Linked DNA regions of Capra hircus: region 2 is linked to region 1. Evidence: chromatin contacts called from public Hi-C data. All regions are on one chromosome and are shown on one strand. Each heading gives the region's core, a stretch centred on a gene start, on an enhancer-like site or on the middle of the called end of the contact. The rest is flanking DNA. Distances are from core to core; before and after follow the strand shown. Region 1 has its middle 8.8 kb from the start of HDAC7. Region 2 holds the start of ENDOU (poly(U)-specific endoribonuclease).

Region 1 (5,186 bases), core at 1,999-4,498:
GGCAGAGCAGCCCTCACACACCCTAAGCTCCTTGGTGATCCCCCAGCCCTCCCGTGACCTCCCTGGGCCACTGCTACCCCCAACACTGTTCCCTTCCCCAGTGTCTATCCTCTTTGGGCCATCCCTCCAGGGGCTCAGGGGCTTCCCTGGCGGCTCAGATGGTAAAAAATCTGCCTGCCGTGCAGGAGACCCCGGTTTGATTCCTGGGTCAGGAAGATCCCCCTGGAGAAAGAAATGACAACTCACCCCAGTATTCTTGCCTGGAGAATCCCACAGACAGAAGAGTCTGGCAGGCTACAGTCCAAGGAATTGCAAAGAGTTGGACACGATTGAGCACCTAACACTTCCAGGGGCTCAGATGGTAAAGAATCTACCTACAATGTGGGAGACCCAGGTTCAATCCCTGGGTCAGGAAGATCGCCTGGAAAAAGGAATGGCAACCCACTCCAGTAGTCTTGCCTGGAGAATCCCATGGACAAAGGAGCCTGGAGGGCTACAGTCCATGGGGTCACAAAGAGTCATACACGACTGAGCACCTAACACTTTTCCAGCCCCAGCACAAAGTCTTGCCCCCAGCATGGACTTGAGAGTCAACTGAGCTCTGGGAGCCTTCAGTGGACAGTGCCCGCAGTGATGGTCTGCAGATGGATGGTCCAGTTAATATATCCACTGGAGGAATGAATTGAGGACCTCCTTCCGGTCCTCAGGGCCCTCCCTGTAGCCCAGTGGAAGCTGGTGGTCAACCCTCAACCCCAGTCTCCCCAACGTTTCGCAACACTGACAGTTCTTAAACAGCTAGAGGGACTTCCTTGGAGGCCCAGTGGCTAAGATTTCTTGCTCTGAATGCAGGGGACACAGGTTTGAGCCTGGCTGGGGAACTAAGATCCCGCATACCATGTGACACAACCAAAAAGAAAAAGACTAGAAAAATGTGTGCCTTCATACCACGCCACACAATCATTCCCTGTCACTCATATTTCCTCTCAGTCTTTTCCTCTGTGCTTACATCGGGTTTCTTTAAACACAGTCACCATCACTGGGCGTGGGGAAATCTGTATTCTGTTGCCATGATATGTCGCATTCAAAACATCTTTTTAGCAGCTTCATAATTTTCTATTAAGTGGAAATATAATTTGCTTTGCAATTTTCCAACTGTAGGTGTTCAGATTGTTTCTCATTTTCCATATGGTAAAGAATGTGGTGGTGAGCATTGCTATGCACATATTCCACTTGCCCCACCTCGAATTTTGGTTTTAGGGTATTTTGGGTGGGGTTATTGAGCCAAACGGTAAAAACATCTTCTAGCTCTTACTATATATTGCCAAACTGATTTCAAAAAGCAGTTACAGCAACAACAACAACATGTACATTTCACCACATTCTCACTAATGCTTGAAAATGGTGCCTGCATTCAACTTGTTTCAACTGGCATCACTTAGACAACAAGCAGGTTGAATGTTCCCCCGCATTTGCTTACTGGCTATGTTTCACCTTTCCTTGAAAAATCCTTTCTGTGCTTTGAGTTTTAATTCACCCCTGTTTCAGTGTTTTTAAAGCATCGTCCACGGCACCCGAGTGGACCCCTCTCGTTTGTGACCTTCTCCCCATTTTAGACTCTGATATGGCACTTCCTCTTGTTCTTTTAAATCTCTGACCGTTCCCTCTCCACTCTCACCAGTGATCCCAGGTCTTTACTGGTCCTTCCCTTCTCTTCTGAGTTCCGGAGACCAACTGTTCACTCATCTTCCCCTGGACTGCCCCACCAGCACCTCAGTCCATGTGTCCATAGCTTGACTCTGCTTTTCACTCCAAATTTGATTCTCACTCCATATCCCCTAACTCTGCTGCCTGAAGGCCTTCGGGTGATGTTTGGAAGGAGAAAGAGGAGCACAGAGGCTGACACACCTGAAGAGGAAACGAGATTCTACCAATGAGATCCTGTCTTCAGCTTAGGGCCAGGACTGGGGAGAGGAGAAGGTGACTATCATCTAGGGAGATGGCCCACTGCGACTCAGTCTCCCTGCTTCCCTGTCGACCAGGACTGGACCCAGGTCTAGCGATGGGTGCTTGAAAGCCAAGGTGGGATGCCGTCCTTCTACAGCAAATCAACCCTGGACGTTGACCTCACTGGCCTTCCCTTTCACTTCTTGAGCCTCTTCCCCAGCAAGGGACTAGAAGGGCTGAAGAAGAGGTTAAGCTGCCATCTCCTCTAAACCTGTGCAGCTCGATACCGTAGCCACTAGGCACCAGTGCTACTGAGCAACTAAAACACGGCTACAATGTACTGCAAGTAAAATACACACGGGGTTTCAAGGATTTAGTTTGAAAAAGAGCATGTAAAATGGTCTCTTTAATAATTCTGTGCTTTGATTGCATGCTGGAATGATGTTTTTATATATATTAGGTTGAATAAATATACGATTAAAATAGATGTCACCAGTGTATTTTTACTTTTTTAAAGATCAAGTTACAAATATGGTTCCCATTCTGTTACTATTGGGCCGTGCTGGTCTAGCCCCTCCCAGCAGGGAAAACACCAGGCTCTAGGCTGAGTGGCTCCACTGAGGGGTCATGACAGATGCAGACAGAGACCCACTGGAGATGCAGGCCAGCTGAAGTCCAACCAGATGTCACCAACCAGGCAGTGGCGCGTCTCCGCCAGGCAAGGCAGAGCGAAGCAGCATTTCCTGGATAACGACTTTCCTCCTGGACTTCACGAAGCCTCTGAGCTGGCACTTATTCTGCAGAGCTTGTTCCTGTGGACAAGTTACTCTAAGAGAATGGTCCCCCAGAGTTTTGGATCTCTCCCCACCTCAAGAGTTCTTGAGGAAGTTCTCCATCATTCCACTGGGGCCAGACCCTTCTGCAGGAGCCAGAAGCATCCTCCCACCCACTCGGGCTTTGGCTCAGCCCACGTGTGGGCTGGGAGGGGATGAGAGAGGAAGGTGGGCCTCTAGATACACCAGCTGGGCCACAGACATGGTTTATGTTCCATTTCTAATGCCTATCCTTCCTCTTGTCCCAGTGGCAGAAGAACAGAAAGGGAACAGGAGGTGGCTGGGGTTAGGGGGGTGGGAGGTAGGCACAACTCACTGGGCTGCCCTGCTCTGGCTCATCCTCCCATTGCCCAGGCCCCAGCCTTGCGGTAGGAGGGCACCAGCAGCTCCCACCCCACCCAGCCGAGAGGACTCCACCTCTCCCAGGTCCTGGCTGGGATCCGCAGGCCCCAGGCGAGTGGGGGGAGGGGAGTCACTCCTGCTTTCCCAGCAGCTGCTGCTGCCTCTTCCTGTTTTGCTAAAACTCTGGCTCTGGACCCAAGGAGGTGGGGGAAGTCAGTCGCCAGCAGCTCCCGCCCCCCCCACCCCCCCAACAAAGGTCAACCTTGTCCCCCTGGCCCTCTCAGCTGGTTATTTATAGCCCCCAGGCCCCGATTGAGGGGCTGGATCTCGCCTCCCTCAAATGTCAGCAGCTGTGGCCATTGCCCCAGGGATGCAGCCAGATGCTCAGCCCACTGCAGATGTGCAGTGCCAAGACAAGGGGGGAGGGCAGGCGAGGGCCTCTCTTCAGGCGGTGCGGGCATTCCCCGCAGCCTGGTTCAGGGTCCGTCCCCTCCTCAGCTCTGAGTCAGCAACACCTGAGAAGGGGTGTGGGGTGTGGGGGGAAGGTCCCCCACATGTTCTCCACTTCCACATTCCAGATCTGAGAATGGACAGCTAAGGAAAGACCCATTTGGATGTCTTTGCATAAATTAGGTCAGTGCTGATTTTGAGACTGACTGTTTAGGGGAAAAGTTCAACTGAGAAGGACGGAAGGGACAGGATGCTGTCTCCTATTAGTAACGTCAGCTCGGGCTTCATCCCTAACAGCTAGTGGACCACAGGCTCCGCACTACCTGGTCCCGTCAGTCTTCACAACAACCCGAATGTGGCAGGCACTTCATGCCCCAGTTTGCAGATGAGAAAACCAAGATATTCCACCCAAGCAGCCTGACTCCAGAGTCTCAGTTTTAATGACAGGACAACACAGGCTCCCTCAGCCGGTCCCCTGTGGGTTTTATTTAAATGGTTCATTGAAAGCTGCACGCAGAGAAGCCTGGAGCCCAGCCTCAGGGTCTGCCCAGGGGGAGAGTGGCTGTCTCCATGCCTCCTGTGCCCTCCTGCCCCTGCCACTCAGGCCAAGCTAGAATGAGGGAGGTGAGAGCAGGACCGGGGCGTCTAGAATCACCATTCCAGGCACAGAGTGGGCAGCACAGAGCAGAGCCACTGCCCTCACCCACAAGGACCTGATGGTCCATCAGTGCCCCTCCAGTGTGGAGCTCCCGTGACATGGGAACCCAGCATCCTCTGCAGCACTGGTGTTGTCGTCCCGCATCTGACAGGTTTCTCCATTTCAGGTTCTTTTCTTTGGCTGTATCCTGCTCCTGGAGATGATGAATTCACCAGGGATAAGGACTGTGGCTCCCTTTGCCTCTGTGCCCAAGAACCTGAGCCAGAGCAGATGCTCAAAAAATAACCAATTATACTTATTGAAAAGGAGTAGTAGTGGTGGTCACACGCGGGTGGATACTTCAAGGTCATAGCAAGGACACTCCCACTCACCCAGCTATATAGTTACCCTCACCCCCTTTCACCCACACCTTTTGCTGAAGCTCTTCTAGTGCACACAGGAGCCTAGTTCAAACCCACCCTAAAGACACGCCTGGGGAAGAAAGAGAAGTGTTCTTAGGCCAGGACTCCTCAAGGTCTTTGCTGGAGATTCCAGAGTCAGAGGTAAGTGCTCTCAAGAGGGACCATTAAGATAGGTAACAAGGTAGGATCCTGCCCTCCAGTCGATAGAGTCACTGGGGTAGAGAGGGCCCTGCTAGGCCATGTAACAAGGCCGAGCTCCCAAGCCCACCAGTGGGTGGACTGTAGCATCCCTGCAGGGGCCACTGGAGCGAGTAATTGTTAGCTGGCTGCAGAGAGGCATTTTGCAACTCAGACGAATTTCTTCTCGCTCATGATTAGGGTATGGCCCAGTGGCTGCCTCCCTGACCATAATCTCTGCTGGCACAGGCATCTCCAGGGCTGGGCGGTGCAGGCTGGGGAAGGAGCGCTGACCTAGAAGCTGGGACGCCTGACTTCTCTGCCTGCTCCCCACCACTGATTAACCATGACACCTCCGGCAAGGAGACTGGGTCCTCGGTT
Region 2 (5,186 bases), core at 836-3,335, 100 kb after region 1:
AAGCCACTCTAGTATTCTTGCCTAGAGAATTCTATAGACTGAGGAATCTGCTGGGCTACACACAACAATAGTACCTCTAAAGGACTGCAGTGAGTGAGGAGGGAACAGCACGTAGGCAGCTCTTTGTGGCTGACACGTAATACGTGCTCGGTCAGTGCTGGCAGTTGTTGTTAAGGTTGACCCCATCAGCACACTGGCCCTGAGGGGTTGGTTTCAATGGTCTCCCCAGCTCCCAGCCTTGCCCGTGACCTGAAACTCCCCTGAAGGAGGGAAGTGCTCCCACACTTGATGCTCCATCCCATAGTCTGTTCAGCTGGACATCAGGGCAACCCCGGCCAGACCCCACTCCCACCCTGAGAGCTTTGGCCTTACCCAAGGTCCATGCAGCTGGGCCCCTGGAAGGGACAGACCTTCCAGTCCCAAACTCTGAGGCTACATTGCTTCCTCCCAGCCAGGGACTCTCTCCTTTAATCCCTAAACTAATGTGTCTATGTCCCTGTGTTGCCAGTCCAGGGAGGGTGAGTACTTTGGCTGGCGAAGGCTTAGCTCCTGCTTTCTGATTGTGCAAACGACATTTATGCAAACAAAGGACGCCTACTCCCTTTAACCGGACTTCCTGGAGAGAAGGGCGAGGCTTACTCCTTACTGTGTTCCCGGTGCAAGTCCCTTACAAAGTGCCTGCTCCATTCCCAGGGGGCCACGGTTTGGTCTCATCTCCACACAGGGAGGTTTGGGGGATTCTCCTTAACTCACTGCAGCTGCCCACCACAGGGCATGGACAGGAAGCTTGAAAATTAGAATCTGAGAACTTAGGAGGGATCATTAACTATAACCCCGTCATTGTTTCAAAGATAGGAAAATTGAAGTTGAAAGAGAGGAAGTTTCCACTGTTAAAAAGCACTTGTTGAGGAGGCTGTGCTTGCCTTGACTCTACCCCAAGAAAAATTACTACAGTGTGGTCTCAACTGTGCATCAGTTTTGGCTTTTCCTATGAGACTTTCCTTTTTTGAGACAGCTGAGACTCTCCATGCAGGGCTCTTTCTGGAGAGGGCATTTCACTTAGAAGAGTTTACCTTTGTTGGCGGGGAGAGCGTGGAAGCTCTTCGTTGCTGCGTCTCTGCCCTTGGGCCTGGGATGATGGGAGTCCTGAGAGCCTTGTGTCTTGCGGGGTCGGTCCATGGGGGAGAGGAATGTAACAGGGATGAGGATGAAGGAGGAGGGGAAGGGTGGTCCTTCGGCAGCCTTTAAGAGGCCTCTTGCCCTCCCCAGCCTCATAAACCTGGAGCTTGGGAGAACCTAAAACAGGTAAAACCTGAGATGCTGACTCAGTAAGAGTAGAGGCCCATTTGCATATTTCAAGGATGAGGTATCTACGTGCAGCTTGATGTAGTAAGAGCCGCACTTGTTTCTGACCCGTGTCTCCTAGATCACTCCTTCCTGTGCCCCAAACCTTGCTTGGTGGTCGTGGCGTAATCGCTAAGTCGTGTCTGACTCTTGCGACCCCATGGACTGCAGCCTGCCAGGTTCCTCTGTCTATGGGATTCTCTAGGCAAGAATACTGGAGTGGGTTGCCATTTCCTTCTCCAGGGGATCTTTCCAACCCAGGAATCGAACCCAGGTCTCCTGCATTGCAGGCAGATTCTTTATCCACTGAGCTACGAGGGAAGCCCAAAGCTTGCTTAAGCACTTACTATTTGTCTAACGCATAATGATCTTTTCACTATAGTCCTCAAGCTGAGCACCTGGAGTTCAAAGATGGAGCCAGTCATAGCCCCTTGGAAGGTCAGGCCCTTGGCTTTCAGGTAGGTGGATGTTTAGAGGATATCACCCAGAGACAAGCCCATGAGTTCTCACCTGGACAGAGAACCCCCCCAAACTAGGCCTGAGTTGCTGTGCCTGCTTGCGTGGCCTATTTTCGAAGCTACGAACAGCTAGCATTACCTGTTCTAAACATCTGGAGTTACCTGCCTCCTTAGTCACCTTGCCTCTGGCTTCTAACAGGTGTCAGGCCCCACCTCCTCCCCACCTCCTTCCATCTGGGGTCCCTCCCTCCTCTTTTTTTCTTCCTGAAAGGATCTGGAGGCACCAGATCCACAAGGTCTGATGTCTTTAAAAGGACCAGCCTGGGCCAGAAGGCTCATTTGGGAACCGTGACATTCACGTGGACGCTAGTCAGAGCCCACCAGCCATCTCCTTCTGGCCTCCGACTGGACGCCATGAGGGCCTGTGTACCCCTGACAGTGGCCATGCTCTGCGGCCTGGCCTGGGCCGGTAAGTCACTGCTGGTGTGGATGACAGGGGTCCTGCAGAGAGCTGGGGCACCTGGGAGGGAGAGCGTGAGGGTCGTGAGATAAGGGAGGGCCAGCTCTGTCCAAAAGCCTTGGACCCCCTAGACCAGGCCTGGTCTGAGGCAGGCGTTGCCTCTGGAGTAGATGGGCTGTGTGAGGGGAGCTGCAGGACTGATGGGCCGGGGCACCTTGGAAGATGAGCCCCAAACAACCCTTAGTCCAGCTTGACTTGATTTCACCAAGGTTTTGTTTTCCAAGGCCACCATATGGTGTGAAGCTGGACTGTGACTGGCTGGGTTTGCGTGGCCTGGCCGCCCTTGGTCACTTCCTCTGCTACCTGGGTGAGGGGTGAGCTGTCTGGGTGGGACTTTTCCCTACGAAGCCCTAGTCGGTGGGCAGGCTCCAGGGGTAGAGCTCCCGACCAGGAGGCAGGCCACGTGGTCAGAGGACTCCGTCTCGTCCCTGGTGGAGGACCTAAAGTGGAGAAAGGTCCAGGCCCCCAGGTATTAGTGGTGCAGGGATGGGACCAGTGCTGAGGATGGGAACGTGTTCAGCAGGGGGCAGGCGCTGGTGCTGCCGTGTTAACTGGTGGTTACTGGGTGAGCAGGGAGAGTGCCAAGGGAGGAGACTGAGCTGAGGGGTGTTGGGGAAGCCTCCTCTGCCCAGAGGAGAAAGAATCCGAGCTTGATACCCATTGCACCCCACCAGGGTGTTCCTACACAGGACTGTCATAAGTATTAAATAAGACAATATATCAGAAGCACCCTACATGGAATGATGTCTCCAAGAATGGGTCTTTGATTATGATTGTGATTATAAATTGTCATTTAGTCACTCAGTCGTGCCTGACTCTTTGTGACCTCATGGACTGTAGGCCACCAGGCTCCTGTCTCCGTGGGATTTCTCAGGCAAGAATACCGGAGCCGGGTGCTGCTTCCTTCTCCGGGGGATCTTCCTGACCCAGGGATTGAACCTGAGTCTTCTGCACTGGCAGGCAGATTCTTTACCCCTGAGCCACCAGGGAAGCCCGTAATGTAAATACAGATAAGAGCATGTATATTTTACCTGTATTATAATATATTAATCATGTTAATATGATATAATAAATATTTATGCAAAATAATTTATATAAAGACAGACTTTAGTCTTGCCATCATTTCCCATGAGGTTTTGGGTAAGGAGACCACCAAAGAAACTAAATGAAAAGACTTCGGAGGGGGAAGTCATTTCCAGGCCTCGCCACTTGCTGGGATGCTCTACCTCCACTCCTGCACACGGGGCAGAGCAGCAAGGCCCGGGCGGTACAGAGCTCGTGGTAGAGAGGGAGGGAGGGTGTAGAGCTTCAGGGTTAGTGTGAAGCAGTGGCCGTGGGGTTGGGGCATCCCAGTCTCAGGAGATGAGAGCAACTGGAGACATTCGGTCCCTGGGGGGTATTCCTGAGGGCAGACGCAACAGTGGCTTCAGAAAGGCAAGGTGGAGCCCTTGCCCCTGGGGCCGGTGGTCTGATCCTGCTGCGGGAGTGATGGAGAAGTCAGGGTCCAGTGGGTGATGCCTCCTTCTTTCCTAAAGTGGGAGAAAGGGGCTCGGTTCCTGTCTGTCTTCTGCCAACATCTCAGAACTTAGATGCAAGTACGAATAGCATGGGAGCCAGTCTTAGGTCCTCAGTTATTTCAGGTGAATTGAGGCTGGGAGTGAATCATCTTGGTGGGCTAGGCCTCCATGGAAACAGCACCTGGGGCCCCCAGAGAAGCATGGATATAGGATTCCCTAAATATCAGAGGGGCGGAGCACTGTCATACAGGGGACACCCAGGCTTGGGACCAAGTTTCTTGATGGGCAGTACGGATGGGGGTGGGCATTCTGGCACATTTGCGTTTTGGAGTGTTTAGAGAAATTTAGCATTTCATGTAGGGATTGTTGGCCAGAGGTGGGGGTGGGGTGGGTGATAAGCTCTGTGAAGCTTTGTTGATAAGCTCTGTGAAGGTAAAGATAGGCCAAAATAGAGTACGAGAAAAAAAAAGAATTAGAGAGATGAGCAAGAGTGTTACTGGAGCAGTGATTCAGGTACCTGGCTGATGAGCGAGGTGTACACAGAGGGTTTGTGTGGATCGGAGCTGTGAGCTGGGAGCACTGGAGTAAGTAATCATGGTGACTAGTCCCCAGAGGGTCCCCAGAACAGATACAGCAGAGAGGCCTATGAGGAAAAGTCTCTCCCACCCCTTCCCCATCCCCTCACACCCCAAGGTCCTCTTAAAGCAGATGGTCAGGTTTACAAGGAAGTGTAAAGGATCTCTGGCTCGGGGTTTCCAGGGATGACAAAGCTCTTGAATAGAGATGAAAGAGTTCACTCAGCCAGGGCCAGTGCGGGGTGTCCTCCTGAGCTCTACAGAGCTGACCATTCACTTGCAGCCCTTCTCAACTGGCGCCAGCTGCTGGACTGGAGTGAATTCCTTCCTTGGACTCTGCTGATCTGGCCCATTTAAGAAGGTTGTCCTGATTTGTCTGAGTTCTCTCCCTTTGGATTCTGGGTGTACTGCCAGGCTAACTGAGCAGGCAGCTGACATAGCTTTCCTCCTGGGCTGAAAACTTCTCCTTAAGTTCTTTGCATGTGGGCTCCAAGGGAGCATCACTTAAGATTCAGGGGGCATTCCCCTGGGCTTGGAGGGACGAGTGGCCTTGACCCGGTCTTCTCTAGGGATGATTCACTGGCTCTGCCTTTCTGGCCACTTTGGAGGCCCTTTATGTGAAGTTGCCTCAGAACCTGGGTTAACCTTGACATGATGTAAAGAACCTCTTTGATGTAAAGAACACAGACCCATAGCGATGATGTCAGCCAGAAACTGTCAGCCCAAGGCATGGCCTGGCTGAATCCCAGGGAGGCAGTCAGCTAGATCAGGC

What was found. A called contact is a pair of places that touch in the nucleus more often than the background predicts.
Region 2: a contact with region 1 is called in a Hi-C map of liver, with 4 times the contacts expected there. The contact joins the promoter of ENDOU here to the enhancer-like site in region 1. A contact is called at or near these places in 4 of 5 Hi-C or Micro-C datasets (blood and liver).

The regions. Positions count from the first base shown.
Region 1 is chr5:32,024,978-32,030,163 of ARS1.2, forward strand. No RefSeq gene overlaps it. Among named protein-coding and RNA genes, the nearest start is that of HDAC7, 8.8 kb to the right of the region's middle. Within about 2 kb of position 3,249, at least 3 of the 5 cell types and tissues checked have an H3K27ac peak or open chromatin away from gene starts, as enhancers often do.
Region 2 is chr5:32,130,009-32,135,194 of ARS1.2, forward strand. ENDOU (poly(U)-specific endoribonuclease) reads left to right here and starts at 2,086. Exons shown (of 9, transcript XM_018047884.1): 1 at 2,086-2,271. The coding sequence starts at 2,217.